5 separate regions of the Sus scrofa genome follow, and all the other regions are linked to region 4. A link is a contact called in public Hi-C, HiChIP or PLAC-seq and promoter capture Hi-C data. All regions are on one chromosome and are shown on one strand. Each heading gives the region's core, a stretch centred on a gene start, on an enhancer-like site or on the middle of the called end of the contact. The rest is flanking DNA. Distances are from core to core; before and after follow the strand shown. Region 1 holds the start of RPL13A (ribosomal protein L13a). Region 2 holds the start of CCDC155 (protein KASH5). Region 3 holds the start of PTOV1 (prostate tumor-overexpressed gene 1 protein). Region 4 holds the start of PRMT1 (protein arginine N-methyltransferase 1). Region 5 holds the start of FCGRT (Fc fragment of IgG receptor and transporter).

Region 1 (2,700 bases), core at 81-2,580, 150 kb before region 4:
GCTCACTGTGAATGGAGCTGTTTGGGGCCCCGAGTCTGTGCTGAGCCCTGAGCATGGGCCTTCTTCTCCTCTGACCGTGGAGCCTCAGACAGCCCACGAGTCATCTACCATCCCGTTTTACAGAGGAAGACGCCGAGGCCCAGAGAGAGGAGTCACCTGCCAGAGGACACAGAGCGGAACTTGGAGGAAATCAGTTAGAGACTGGTCCCTTCCTTGGCCACGCTGCCCCTGTTACTGTCTCCCCAGGATGGAGGCAACGCCAGCACCCGACCCCGGCCCCACCTTCCCCCCTCTGTACAAAGCCCTTAGCCCCAGGAAACTGTATATAAATCATTCTTTTCTGCCAGCTCTAGCCTGGCCTGTCTGTGAGGGGACAGGGTGTGGATGGCGCAGTTTGGGTTTGGGTGTTGGTTTTGCAGTTAAGGCAACGTTTCATTCAGGACCTACTTTCTGAGGTTCCTGGGGGCCCAGAGGTTGGGACCAGCCCTCTCAGGGTTCCTGGTCCCTGGAGAGGACAGGGACACAGAGGGCCCTGAGTACAGGATTACACACGCTCTAATGGAAGCGGTATAGGCAACTGTGGGAGCCCAGAGAAGGGACCTGAGCCAGCCTGAGCTATCATGGAGGCTCTCTGGAGCAAAGAACTCAGGCCGCATCTTAGAAGGTGGGGTGGAGGGGAGGCCATCCCAGCCGAGTGGCACAGCCAAAGCAAAAGCTTTGTCCAGAGAGTCCGAAGCTCATTGTGGGGCACTCAGGCATCCAGAAGTCATGCCTTCAAACATGAGACCTCATCGGGAAGATTAGCTCCATCTGCTTGACACATGGGGACGCTGAGGCCCAGATACGGCCAGGGATTTGGCCAGGTCGCAAGGAAGCCAAACAGGCACCGGAATCCAGATCTCTAAGCCTAGACTGAGAGCTGCCACCACGCGCCCAGCAGCCAGTCATTGCTCTAGGGAGTAACTGCCTCTCTCCTCCCGCCTTCCCGGCGCTCGCCTCCAGCCCTGGGCCCACCCCGCTTTCTGCAAACCCCGCGGGCAGCTCGCGCGAGGATTGCTAGCCCCTCAGAAATACCGGGGCGGAGGCTGGAGGGCCCCGCCCCAGCAGGGCCGCCCCCTACCCCAATGCGATCTCTCCCGGTATAGCCGTGGACGCCCAGGTCGGATGGGAACGACACTGATTGGTCAGCCAGAAGAAGACCCGCCTTGCAGTGGGGCCTTTCTGCGCACGCGCTCGACACTCTGGCCAATGAAAAGACGGGAAACGGCCTTTGTTGCGTCACTTCTTCCGCCCCTGTTTCAAGGGATAAGAAACCCTGCGCCAAGAGTTCCTTCTTTCCCAGGCAGCTGCCGAAGATGGCGGAGGGGCAGGTATCGGCTCCGCGCGGGCTGGGGCGGCGTGGGGTCGGGGTCGTGCAGGTCGGGCCGAGGTTGGACCTCTTTTCCCCCGCAAGTGTGCTGTGGAAGGAATTTAGGATCGATAACTGACCAAAACAGAAAGCCATTAGGGTAAGAGGAGTCCAAAACGGCTATTTAAGATGGCTTTTGCGTTCTGGGCTGGCCAGGATGCGGCGTCGTTCTTCCCTTGAGGAGCCGTGTTAGGGCCTTCAGCACAAGAAAGGATACTTAAAAACTAGGTCTCGTTTACCTTGTTCTTGGCCCAAGTAGACCCTTGTGTCCCCAGCGCTGGGGAAGCACGCGGAAGGCCGCCCCGCGGCGGCAGAGGATTGGCCAAAATGGAGGGTACTTAGGCCCGGCCAGAGCCGTGGGTTCCTTCGGCCTCCTGGGTTCTTCCCCAACTGTGGGTATTTTGGCAGGAAATCTTTTGCAGTGGATTGAGAAAACTGCCTACAGGGCATGCGGGAGCCAACTGGTTTTTGTCCCTCTGCTTCGGGGTTGATGGAGTCCTGCTGGTGCTGAGGACTGGGATGGAATGTTCTACCGCTCTCCACATCTTTTGCCCTTAAGCACCTGGAGGCCCTCAAGGAAGGCAGCAGCAGCCGTGCTCTGACTGCCTGATTTCTTTGTGTGACTTCTTGGATAATAAAAGGAGGATGGTTCTGGAGGGGGTCTGCACGTGATGGGTCTATGGTTAGGGAGGGAAAACCAAGTTTGGAGCCAGGCATATGATAGGGTTCTCAGAACATGCGTCCCGGCTTTTACGGTGTCTGGCACAGCTTGCGTTATGTTTTGTGTAATTCGTTTAATTTATCGCAGTGTTCCTGAGGCTGGTATTGGAGATTGGAGGGTTCTGATTGATCAAAGTCACATTGGCAGGGAATCTGGCTTTAGCGTCGGTAGCCTTTTACGCTGCTTTTCAACAATCCCAACTTGTATAGCAAGCACCTGATACGGGGACTTTGACTCTTGACAAGCCATGGATTAAGCAGTTGACCAGTTCACACTCGGAGACACAGGGCCAGCATGGGTTTTTTTGTCTCGCATCACCCACCCTGAACCTTGGTTTTCTTCGCTTTGACATTCATGCAGCAACCCTTTGAGATAGGGACGGGATGGGATTCTGTCAAGATTTTACAGCTTGCATCCAGGTCCCACGTTCTCCCTGGATGCTCAGTGTGGCCACGGTTGGTTCGCATTGTAGTTTCTTTTACCATCAAACGTAATCTGAGTACAGAAATTCCTGCCAATTGAGCAAGCTGGAGGGGAACTCTTTGGTATCTTAGCTCACTCACCAGGATCC
Region 2 (2,700 bases), core at 86-2,585, 240 kb before region 4:
ACAAGGATTACCACCTTAAGTCCTTGAGGTAACCTGAGAAGCAATTGTTATCTCCATTTCTGGGAGGAAAACTGAGGTTACGGGAAGGAAGCGATGGAGCCAAAATTCAAACCCAAGAATGTCTGACTCTGGTCTTATCACTCTACACTGCCCAGCAGTTCAGAGGCAAGGATACTGTCCATCCATTCGTTCATTCATTCAACAAAAAATTTTGGGGTGTACACACTGGACCAGCTATGTTTTGGTTCCCAAACAACTTCTTACTGCTAAGAGCTCACAACGGGGGAGGCGGTGGGGAGTGGGGGCGGAGGGAGGTGACAGTGCACAAACTTAGAGTAGATCACATGGTGAGACGTGCCACGAGGACCACTAAAAAACAGTAAGTGGATAGAGATGAGGATCTGAAGTGTAGACAGTGTGTCAGCGGAAGGCCTCTCTTAGGAAGTGACCGCTGAACGCATGATGGTGAGATGGAGAAGAGGATGCAAAAGGATGCCTTTTCAGAGTTCCTGTCGTGGCTCAGCGGAAAGGAATATGACTAGCATCCATGAGGATGCAGGTTCCATCCCTGGCCTCGCTCAGTTAAAGATCCGGTGTTGCCGTGAGCTGTGGTAAGGTCGCAGACCCGGCTCAGATCTGGTGTGGCAGTGGCGTAGGCTCCGATTCGACGCCTAGCCTGGGAACCTCCCTATGCTTCGGGGTGCAGCCCTAAAAAGACAAAAGGCAAAAAATAAAAATTAAAGAAAAAGGATGCCTTTTCTCTGTCTGGGCTAGCAAAGAGGCCGAGTGGGCATAACATCTTTTATCCCAAATGCCCCTCCCAGGGAGTCAATCTGGGCTGTAATCCTCTTCCTCTCTCTAGCCAGAAAAGCTGAAGGTATTTTTTCTCCACTCTCTCCGAAAGGGAATGAATTAAACGGTTTGGGAAAAAATTCTTCGGGGATCTATGACCCCTTCGTGACTGGAGCCCCAAAACGGCTCCGGAGGGGTGAGGCAGGACGGCATTGTGACGGTGACCGGCAGCCCAGCATTGAACAGAGGGCAAAACTTGGTGGCTCATAACAGCTCTCCCTCACTGGGGTCCGTTTCACCGAAACTTGAGCCCACAGAGAAGACCCAGTACAGGGGACGTAGGTGACCCCGCCGCCTCCTCTCAGTTGGGAACCCCTTCTGCCTTAGACGCTCGGCCAATACGCATGCGCCCGCCCCGCCCCGCCCCGCCCCACCAGGCGGGGCTCGCCCGCGGGCATCTCTACGCATGCGCAGCCTTGCTGGTACCTGCATGAGCGCGCGCCTCGCCCCGGTGTGCGCCTGCGTCGGGGGAGGAGCCCGGGAGGGGCGTGGCTTAGGCACCGCGTTCGCTCTCGGTCACGCCTCTGTTTCTTCGCTTTTTCTGGCGGGAAGAGCGCACGCGCGTCTCCTCACGACCCAACTGCCTTTTCCCGTTCGTGGCCTTCAGCTGTGTCCCGAGACTGTCCCGTTCGTGGCCTTCAGCTGTGTCCCGAGACTGGGCCGTGGCCTCAGGTGCGCTCCGGCCTTAGCGAGGTTCCCCAGAGTAGCCGCGTCAGAACTCCTCCTGACTAGCGAAGCCCCCAAATCATAGGCTAGAGCCCCAATGCAGAAGCCTCCCAAGCCTTGTAAAAAGCCTTGTTGAAATCCTGACCAAATTCCTTCAGAAATACTGAAAGGAACCCCCCCGAAATCTTATAGATGACCCCTGAAATCGCGTCAGAATCTTCTAGAAATTCTGTAGTCTTCCCCCTCAGAGCTTGTCAGAGAGCCCCCCTGAAGTCCCATTTCACTCCCTCTGTAAATCCTACTAGAAAGCCCCCAAGGTCCTCCCAGAGATCTCCAGAAGTCTTGTCACATCCACCAAAAATCATGTCAGATTCCCCTCCAAAATCCTGTCAGAAATGTCCGCCCCCCCAAACCCAGAGACTCCCCAGAAATCCAGTCAGAGACCCTCTTGAAATCCAGTTAGAGACCCCCTTATATCCCCAGAATTCCTGCCCAGGTCCTCCTGCTAGAATCTCCCCATCCAAGACCCCAAAGCCTCCCTGGGTCCCTCACCAGGAGTGTGTCCCCCAAACCCTGTCAGAGGCTCTCAGGGACCCTTCCCCACACAGGACCCACAACTATTGACCCTCTTCCGCCGCCCGTCCCCCCCCCCGCCTTGTCCACACCCTGAAAGGGTCTCTCTTCAAAGATCCCTTTTTCTAGGACCTTCTAAAAATGGCCAGGAAGCGTGCATGCCATAGCTGTAGCTCCTGCCTGGCACCAGGGAGAAGGGGGTATGGGGAGTACTGGGTGAGGAAAGGGGCTGTGCGGGTGGGGTGAGGACAGAGAGGCCCCAGGCAACCCTGCGATGACCATTAGCCCCAGCGTGCCCAGTTCAGCCCTGTGGGCACCATTGTCATCGTCAGGGCATCGTCAGGGCACAAAGGAGGGCGTCCCTAGCTGCTCCAGTGGCTCCGGGAAGGCTCCCCAGAGGAGTTTGCTGGGTCCAGAGAATGCTGGGTCTCCATAGGCCATGATGAGAGTGAGGGACCTAGAGGTTGGCCAGTGGAGAGAAGGGTGACAGAAGCCAGGAGCTGCAGGGACCAGTCTGTGTCACACCAGCCTAAGAAGCTGGGATGAAGAGAGAGGGGCTGAGGGCACTAGGGAGCCATGGAAGGGCTGGGAGCTGGAGAGAGACAGGGG
Region 3 (2,700 bases), core at 101-2,600, 150 kb after region 4:
GTTTATAGGCTAGGGGTCTCATCGAAGCTGTAGCCACAGCAACTCAGGATCCGAGCCGCGTCTGCGATCACAGCTCACGGCATCGCCGGATCCTTAACCCCCCGAGCGAGGCCAGGGATCAAACCCCCATTCCTCATGGATGCTAGTCGGGTTCGCTGACCGCTGAGCCATAAGGGGAACTCCCCTAATATTTTCTTTCTTTTTTTTTTTTTTTTTGTCTTTTTGTCTTTTTTGTTGTTGTTGTTGCTATTTCTTGGGCCGCTTCCGCGGCATATGGAGGTTCCCAGGCTAGGGGTTGAATTGGAGCTGTAGCCACCGGCCTACGCCAGAGCCACAGCAACGCGGGATCCGAGCCGCGTCTGCAACCTACACCACAGCTCACGGCAACGCCGGATTCTTAACCCACTGAGCAAGGGCAGGGACCAAACCCGCAACCTCATGGTTCCTAGTCGGATTCGTTAACCACTGCGCCACGACGGGAACTCCCTATTTTCTTAATTCATTTGTTCCTCATAACCGTTTGGGGTTAACTATTACCCACGTTTAAGAAACAGGGAAATTGAAACAAATCTTACACAACTTCTAGTAAGTGAATACGCAGTCGTTAAATTCTTGAGTGAATGAGAGAATCAATGAATGAATGGTTAGTTATTACCCACATTTAAGAAACAGGGAAATTGAAACAAGAAATCTTACACAACTTCTAGTAAGTGAATACACAGTCGTTTAATTCTTGAGTGAATGAGCGAATCAATGAATGGCCCTGAAAGGCGGGTGGCAAGAAGCCGGAGGAGGTGCGGAGGGAGGCGTGTGGAGCCTAAGGCGCGGGGGCCAGTTGGCACGCAGATATCACTGGCAGTGTCTCCCAGGGACCTCTGGCTCCGCCCATACCGCGCGGGGATCGCTGGGAGTTGTGGTCCCTGGCCCACCTAGCCACGTCACAGCCTTCAAGTCCTCGCCTTAGGCCTGGTACGATCCGTATCCCCAAACTTCTACGTAGGTTCCGTTGCCCCCAGGTCTGTTACTCCTTCCTCCCCCTTTTCCTGATGTGTCTTGATATAGTCTCCCGGCTCCGAGGGTCTGGGACTCAGGGTACGGTCTCCCGGTATGTCACCCCCCATCCCGATCTTGGTATCGTCCTCTACGTTCCTCTCGCCCCCCCCGTGACGCTTCGGCATGGTCTTTCCTGCCACGCCCCCGCCGAAGTTGTTTCTTTCACGTCCTCTGGGTCCCTCCCCTTCGGCCCATAGTATCTTCCAATTGTCGAATTCCCCGCCCCCCACACCCTCTCCTTTTCCCGGGGCTCCCCTAGCTCTATTTTGGTACACGCCGGCCACGCCCCCTCGCAGACGCTCTTGGTAGGCGCCGCGCTCCCCCGCTCACCACAGTGGTTTGGCCGCAGCAACCCCTCTCCAGCGGCGCGTCCTCCGCGTTTGGTACAGCCCAGCCCGTCTCCCCCGAAGCCGCGCGCCCTCGCCCCTCAGTCGGTGGAACCCGCAGCCCCCCGTGCGGCCCGTGGCAGCCCCCAGCCCGCTCGGCCCACGCCCGCCATGGTCCGTCCGCGCCGCGCCCCGCACCGCTCCGGCGCTGGGGGCCCCCTCGGGGGTCGCGGCCGACCCCTGCCGCTCCTCACGGTGCGCGCCGCCCGCTCGCGCTCCTGGCCCGCCAGTCCCCGGGGTCCGCAGCCGCCGCGGATCCGGGCTCGCTCGGCCCCTCCCATGGTGAGCCCCCCGCCCTTTTTCCAGAGCTTTCCACGGCCCCGCCCCCGCAGGCCCCTCTCCCCGGCAGGCGTCTTTGTCCGCGACCCACTTCTCTTAGGGGTCTTTCGGGTGGCCCGAAGGCTGGTCCCGCCTGGGGCCGGCTTCCCCCGTGAAACCCCTCAGGTGGTACGCGCCGGTCTCTCCCCTTTGTTTCGCCTTCGGGCCGGGGTGGCGGGGGTGGGGTACGGGGGCGGGGAGCGCTCAGATTACTGCTGACTCCGCGGCCTGATTTAAACGCGGGGTGGGGGGCGGGCAGCGTGCGCGCTTGTTTTTCCAATGGGAAAGTTGTTCGCTCTCCCGGCAGGAAATCTGGAAATGGGGGAGGGGGTTGGGGGACGGCGGCGAGTGGGGGCTTCGCGTCTTGCACTCGCGCGCGCCCAGGTGTTGCCCTCGGGGGCGTTCTCCTCGGGCCCACGCGCCCCTCCACGGCGCCCGTGGCGTGTGCGCCCAGGATTTATTTGCACGCTCGCGCAGATGTGGGATGCCCCTACCGATCGCTGCAAGTCTAGCTTTGCAGGCTTCGACATCTAGCTTCGCAGGTACCCTAAGTTACAGATGCTTCGCCAGCCATGAAACATGCATACACTTCTCAGAAAGCTCTATAAGGTTTTCTGGAGCGGTAAAGCCACATCTCAATGCTTCACGGACTGCCGAACCGTGACACTCTCGCGGGGATGCGCGTTCTATCCTGGCGCTCAAGCTGTCTTAAAACATTCTGCCCCGGCGTTGTGCTTGGCGGGGAGCTGTGGCAGGTCTGCATGAGCCTTAAAAATGTGTCATGGACTTTTATACGTAGCCATCCGGACTCTGAACGTCTGTCTAAATTTAAAAGTAATCCTTCCCTCCGCCGCCTTCCCCCTTTCTTAGCATTTGTGTCTACTGGTTCAGAAGCGCCTCCTGAGTCCTTAAACATGCACCCTGAGGCTTCTATCCTCCCTCC
Region 4 (2,700 bases), core at 55-2,554:
GCAGTTTCTTAGAAAGATACACCTAGCATATGACCCAGCTGTGTTCTCAGTTTACCCAGGAAAAGGGAAAACATAGATCCAGAGAAAGCCTTGGTCATGATGGTTCACAGCCACTCTATTCCTAACAGCCCTATCCTGGAAACCACCCACATACCCACATACCCATCAAGAGGAAAATGTAACCCATGGATTCAATGGACTACTCCTCAGCCATGAAAAGGACTGGACAACTGCTAGGTGTGACATGAATGATTCTCAACAGCATTATGCTCAGTAAAAGAAGACAAACACTTGTGTACATACTGTAATTACATTTTTACAAAAATGTTTTTATCATTTTTACGAAATTTTAGACATGGAAAAGATGCGTGACGGTGACAACACAGAAAGTGATGGTTTCTGGGGTTGGGTGGGGAGATGTTGAATAGAAAAGGTCATGAAAGAACTTTCTGGGGTGATGCATATATTCTGCCAGTGGCACTCATCTTCATTCAGTACGTAATTTTCCTGCAGGTTTAGGAAGGCTCCCTGGAGGAGGTGGCAGCTAAAGGGCGCCCTGACTGACAAAGGAGTTGGACAGAAAAAGGGGGCGTGTGTTACCTGCAGGGGTGGACTTGGCAAAAAGCAAAGTGGCTTGAGTGGGGTCACTGGGTTTAAAAAACATGGAACAATTAAGTAGCGGGCCAGGGGTTAAATACCTTGACGCCCGAGCCCCATTCCTGATTTGTTTCGGGACCCCAGACATGAACTCCCTCTCTTTGGGCCTCTCGTTGGGTCAGTTTTCCTTCAGGAAAATGGGCACAAGCTCCTTCGTTCCTCCTGAGTGCCCGCCCCTCCGGCTGGGAGAAGCCATCAAAAGGGCGATGACTGACAGTTCTATTGAGCCAATCGCTGGAGCCTAAAGCCCTGCCTTCCTTTTTCGTGGGCCAATCGTCACGTTCTCCTTGAGGCCGGCCAAAAGCTTCGTGACGTCACAACAGCTGATAAACCAATAGCAGCCATCAAGAGGCGGGTCATTTTTGTGATAGACTGCTCTGTTTCAAGATGTCCGCTTGGCGCGGGGTCCGCCGGGAAGCTTGAAGGCGGTGCTGAGGGGAAAGGGGCGGGAACTCCCTGTTGACTTTGCCCAATCACCTGTCGCACTTCTTGCGATAGACAGGCAGTCCCTCCCATCCCGGTCGACCTAAAGGGGCGGGGTTCTGGACGCCAGACTGGGCGGTCTCCTCAATTTTGATGGGCGTCTTTTTAGCCCAATTGCAAAGCGGTATTCCCAGACGGGTCACCTCCGTTACCAATGAGATCTCCTGGCGGGGTCGCGGTGGGCGGGCCGTGGACCCTCCGGTATAAGGCGGTCCCGGGGGAGTGCGGAGAAGGGGGGGGTCTCGGCGGCCGGAGGAGGAGTAGGTGCGGGTGAAGATGGCGGCAGCCGAGGCCGCGAACTGCATCATGGAGGTGAGCGCCTGGAGCGCCGTCGGGGGCGGGGGGCAGTTTGAGGGTCAGCGTTTTATGCCTCCGTCGTGGGGAAGGGGCTCTGAGTCGCCGGATTGGGGTTGAAATCCTTTAGTCGTACGGAGGGGGCGCCGCATGCTCCGGATCCGGGATGCCGTTTGAGGTGCGGGTTCCCTAGCTTTCGAGCGCCTGTGGCACCCCCTAGAATCGAGGGTCTCGTGCCCCCTCCCACGATGAGAAGGGCTGGGGGCGCTTCCGGCCTGGTCCCCACGTGGCCGCAGCGCGGTGGGTGGGGAGGGGGTGTGCCGTGCCCGCCGGCCGGGCGGCCTCCACGTGCGGGACAAAGGCCCCGCCCCCGGTCGGGGGAGGGGCGCCCTGAGGGGGGGCGGGGAGGAGGCTCCGACCCTCCCTCTGAGGCCCCCTGCCCTCCTCCCCGGGGATCGTGACAAGCATCTCGGGGTGGGACTGACTTAGGGGCTCCGCCAAGTAAAGAGTCTCTTGGGAGGGCCGATGTATCTTGACCCTGAACAAACCCTTTGTGGGAGCGGGGCATCTGCTTAGGCATCGGTCCAGGTTTCGTGCATTCTTGAATTGGGATTGGAGGAAGACGAATTGGTTCCCTCTGGGCCCCCCTCCCACCCCAGTTTCCTGTCGATGGATTCTCCCCCGCCCGGGGCTTGGGGAGCTGGCGGGGGGGGGTGGAGCATGCCCCTGTGACCTCCCTCTGGTTGGGGGGGGGCATCTAGCAGAAGGAGGTCCTTCCCGAAAAGGCGTCGTGCACCCCCTTGTGGCCATTTCTGCTGTGTGGGAGGGACCTCTTTTTCATGGGGCGTGTCCCAAAGCCCACCTCCCCGCTGGAGCCTTCCAGGCGAGGGGAGAGAGAGTCTGTCTTGGGAAGGGGATCTGAGGGACTAGAGGCCGCGAACGTTGCTCCGTTTCTCTCCCCAGGGCATTTGTGAGGGTGGGAGTGAAACCTCCCCCTTCCTGAAGCCCTGTGTGAGGGTCCGGAGCGTGGATGCCTTAAACGGTGTTCCGTGAGGTTTGGTTCTCGTGCAGGCGTGTGAGGCTGGTTCCGGTGCTGAGTTTCAGGCCCTCCGGGGGCCTGCCTGGCGGAGGTGTCGGTGCTGAGAAGTAGGACCCAGCGGGAAATCCCCGCACAGGCCGCCCTCCTTTTTCCGCGTGTTCACGGGTTTGGGAGAATGGAGGTGGGGCTTGGAGCCCAGGGGGCTTCTGTCTGTGGTTTCACGCTTC
Region 5 (2,700 bases), core at 164-2,663, 130 kb before region 4:
GGAAATTCTGCACGACCTAGGCGAGGCCAAAAAAGAAATGAAGTTTTGACACATGGTACCACATGCATAAATCTTGAAAACAGTATTGGACATGGTGAAAAAAGCCAGACACAAAACGGCACCATATTGTAGGATTCCATTTCTCTGAAAATCCAGAAGAGGCAAATTCCTAGAGACAGAACGTACACATCGGTGATTGCCAGGAGCCGAGGGGAGCAGCGGGGCTACTTAAAGGGGTACGGGGTCTCCTTGGGGATGATGAAAAGGTTCTGGAACTAGGTAGTGGCTGTGGTGGCACAACAGAGAAGGCACTAAATGTCACCAACAGGAACGCTTTTGTTTTGTGCATTTTACCGCAATAAAACGGATGAATGGAAGCATTATAGCGGGAGTGTGGGCTGCGGGGGTGGGTGGGGGGGTTGGAAGAGGCCCCCAAGCACGAAGGTATATCAGGACTCTGTTACTGAGGTCCTATCAGAAGCTATCAAAGTACCGCAGGAGCACTTTAAGGGTACCCTGGGGGAGGGGTTCAAAGGAGGAAGTGTGGAAGTATCTGGAAGACTTATCACAGCAGGAGCCAGTGAAGACCTGGGGGGGGGTGCTGACGAGGTAAGAAGGGGGCCTGCGCCGATCTCTAAAGGTGGGGCTCCGATAAGGTTGACTCCCAACGTTGTCATGAATTTGCTGGATCGCCGGCACCCTCGAAAAACAAAACAAAACAAAGCCCCCAAACAAAACTCAAACCAGGGAGCCACAAAGAAAGAGACGGGGGAAAAAAAGGACCCAAGTTTCTAGAGAGAGGCTGAGACCAGCTCCCGGCTGGGCCCAGGGCCCGGGGTGTGCCCTGCAGCTGGGGGGCGGGGTTGGATATTCCCGGAGTGGAGGCGCCTCTCCGGACAGGATGTGAGAGAGGAACTGGGGTCTCCAGTCACGGGAGCCAGCTGGGGCCGCCGGCGGGAAGGGATCGCGGCTGCTGTGAGCGGGGCTGGGGCCCCAGAGCCTGGGAGGCGAGGGCCGGGCGCCGGGTTCTCGGCTCTCCAGGAGGAGGGAGCCCCGGGTCTGGACCTTTGGGTCGGAGGGAGGAGGGGCGGGCGGGCGGGCGGGCGGGAGCCGAGGACTCGCGGGTCCGAGGGAGGAGGAGGAGGAGGAGGAGGAGGAGGAGGAGGAGGAGGAGGAGGAGGAGGAGGAGGGGCCGCCTCCGCCGCCTCCCGGCCTATCCAGACTCTGTCACTCATTAACCCCGACGGAGCAAACGAAGGGGTGAAAGTTCATCGGGGAGGCGGGCCTTTCGGTCACTCTCCGGGACAGGAGCCCCGGAGCCCGCCGCCGCAGGGACTGGGGGACGCAGGGCGGGGCGGGGCGGGGGTCCCAGGGAGTCACGCGCCCCCTCCCGCCCCAGGTCTCCCGCTCAGGATGCGGGTCCCCCGGCCTCAGCCCTGGTGGCTCGCTCTGCTGCTCCTCCTGCTGCCCGGAACGCCGCGCGCAGGTGAGGGGGGCTCCGGGGCCGGGGCGGCCGGGCACCGGGGAGGTGCCGGCGGCCGGGAAAAGAGCAAAGGAAGCAACATCCGAGGCCCCGCTCGAGCCGGGCACTTCCTCCTTTGCTTCCCTGGGCTTCATCGCCTCCTCCCTCTGGCGGTGTGTCTGGGAAGCTCCCGGCCCCCCTCGCTGGGTCGCTGGCCCTCGGTCTGCGTGCGGCGCCCGCTGGCTGCCTTGGCCCCTCCGTCCGCGGTGCCGGCTCTTCCCCCTCGGGGCGAGGGTCACTGCCCCATCCGCCCCCTCCGCCCGTGTCTCCCGCAGACAACCACCGCTCCCTCCTGTACCACCTCACGGCCGTGTCCGCCCCCACCCCGGGCGCTCCCGCCTTCTGGGTGTCGGGCTGGCTGGGGCCCCAGCAGTACCTGAGCTACAATAACCTGCGCGCCCAGGCGGAGCCCTACGGCGCCTGGGTCTGGGAAAGCCAGGTGTCCTGGTACTGGGAGAAGGAGACCGCAGACCTGAGGAACAAGCAGAAGCTCTTTCTCGAGGCTCTCAAAACCTTGGAGGAAGGAGGTGGGCCTGGGACCCCGGGGGCGCAGGCAGGGGACGCGGGCGGGCGGCCTGGGTCCTGGCTGGGAGGGAGGCGGGGGGCTGTGGCCTCGGCGCCTGGGCGCGGCTCACGCGGCTGGCGGCGCCCCAGGGCCCTTCACCCTGCAGGGCCTTCTGGGCTGCGAATTGGGCCCCGACAATGTCTCGGTGCCTGTGGCCACGTTCGCCCTGAATGGCGAGGAGTTTATGAAGTTCGACACCAAGCTGGGCACCTGGGATGGGGAGTGGCCCGAGGCCCGGACCATTGGCTCCAAGTGGATGCAGGAGCCGGACGCGGTCAACAAGGAGAAGACCTTCCTGCTCTACTCCTGTCCCCACCGGCTGCTGGGGCATCTGGAGAGGGGCCGGGGCAACCTGGAGTGGAAGGGTGAGCAGCCCCCTGAGGGTCCCGCGAGGCCTCTCCTTCCCGACCCCCTGGCCTTCAGTCTACCCCCTCCTCCCGAGCCGCGTCCCAGGGGGTCTTCCTCCACGCCCAGCTGCCCCTCAGCCTGGCCCTGAGGCCCCACGCGGCCTGACCTCTGTCCCTCTCCTGACGTTTCTCCATCTGCTCCAGACAGAATCACCCAGAGTCCCTTGAGCTCCCAGCAGCCCTCCCATTCCTTCATCTTTGCCAGC

Evidence for each region. Promoter capture Hi-C pulls out the DNA fragments that hold promoters and counts their contacts. A called contact is a pair of places that touch in the nucleus more often than the background predicts. HiChIP or PLAC-seq counts read pairs in DNA pulled down with a chosen protein or histone mark.
Region 1: a contact with region 4 is called in a Hi-C map of skeletal muscle, with 2.6 times the contacts expected there. The contact joins the promoter of RPL13A here to the promoter of PRMT1 in region 4. A contact is called at or near these places in 4 of 5 promoter capture datasets (fetal liver, fetal skeletal muscle, liver and 1 more), 19 of 47 Hi-C or Micro-C datasets (adipose tissue, alveolar macrophages, blood and 12 more) and 2 of 2 datasets of contacts at active chromatin or transcription factors (alveolar macrophages and skeletal muscle).
Region 2: a Hi-C map of alveolar macrophages shows a contact between it and region 4, with 2.4 times the contacts expected there. The contact joins the promoter of CCDC155 here to the promoter of PRMT1 in region 4. A contact is called at or near these places in 2 of 5 promoter capture datasets (fetal liver and liver), 17 of 47 Hi-C or Micro-C datasets (alveolar macrophages, embryonic fibroblasts, fetal heart ventricle and 10 more) and 2 of 2 datasets of contacts at active chromatin or transcription factors (alveolar macrophages and skeletal muscle).
Region 3: a promoter capture Hi-C map of fetal skeletal muscle shows a contact between it and region 4, with 5 times the contacts expected there. The contact joins the promoter of PTOV1 here to the promoter of PRMT1 in region 4. A contact is called at or near these places in 2 of 5 promoter capture datasets (fetal liver and fetal skeletal muscle), 2 of 47 Hi-C or Micro-C datasets (brain and liver) and 1 of 2 datasets of contacts at active chromatin or transcription factors (alveolar macrophages).
Region 5: an H3K27ac HiChIP or PLAC-seq map of alveolar macrophages shows a contact between it and region 4. The contact joins the promoter of FCGRT here to the promoter of PRMT1 in region 4. A contact is called at or near these places in 1 of 5 promoter capture datasets (fetal liver) and 2 of 2 datasets of contacts at active chromatin or transcription factors (alveolar macrophages and skeletal muscle).

What each region holds. Positions count from the first base shown.
Region 1 is chr6:54,563,463-54,566,162 of Sscrofa11.1, forward strand. It overlaps RPL13A (ribosomal protein L13a), which reads left to right and starts at 1,331. Exons shown (of 8, transcript NM_001244069.1): 1 at 1,331-1,370. The coding sequence starts at 1,356.
Region 2 is chr6:54,475,654-54,478,353 of Sscrofa11.1, forward strand. It overlaps CCDC155 (protein KASH5), which reads left to right and starts at 1,336. Exons shown (of 20, transcript XM_005664724.3): 1 at 1,336-1,524.
Region 3 is chr6:54,864,242-54,866,941 of Sscrofa11.1, forward strand. It overlaps PTOV1 (prostate tumor-overexpressed gene 1 protein), which reads left to right and starts at 1,351. Exons shown (of 12, transcript XM_003127351.5): 1 at 1,351-1,721. The coding sequence starts at 1,551.
Region 4 is chr6:54,717,541-54,720,240 of Sscrofa11.1, forward strand. It overlaps PRMT1 (protein arginine N-methyltransferase 1), which reads left to right and starts at 1,305. Exons shown (of 9, transcript XR_002344722.1): 1 at 1,305-1,452.
Region 5 is chr6:54,588,939-54,591,638 of Sscrofa11.1, forward strand. FCGRT (Fc fragment of IgG receptor and transporter) reads left to right here and starts at 1,414. Exons shown (of 6, transcript NM_214197.2): 1 at 1,414-1,486; 2 at 1,798-2,049; 3 at 2,177-2,452. The coding sequence starts at 1,414.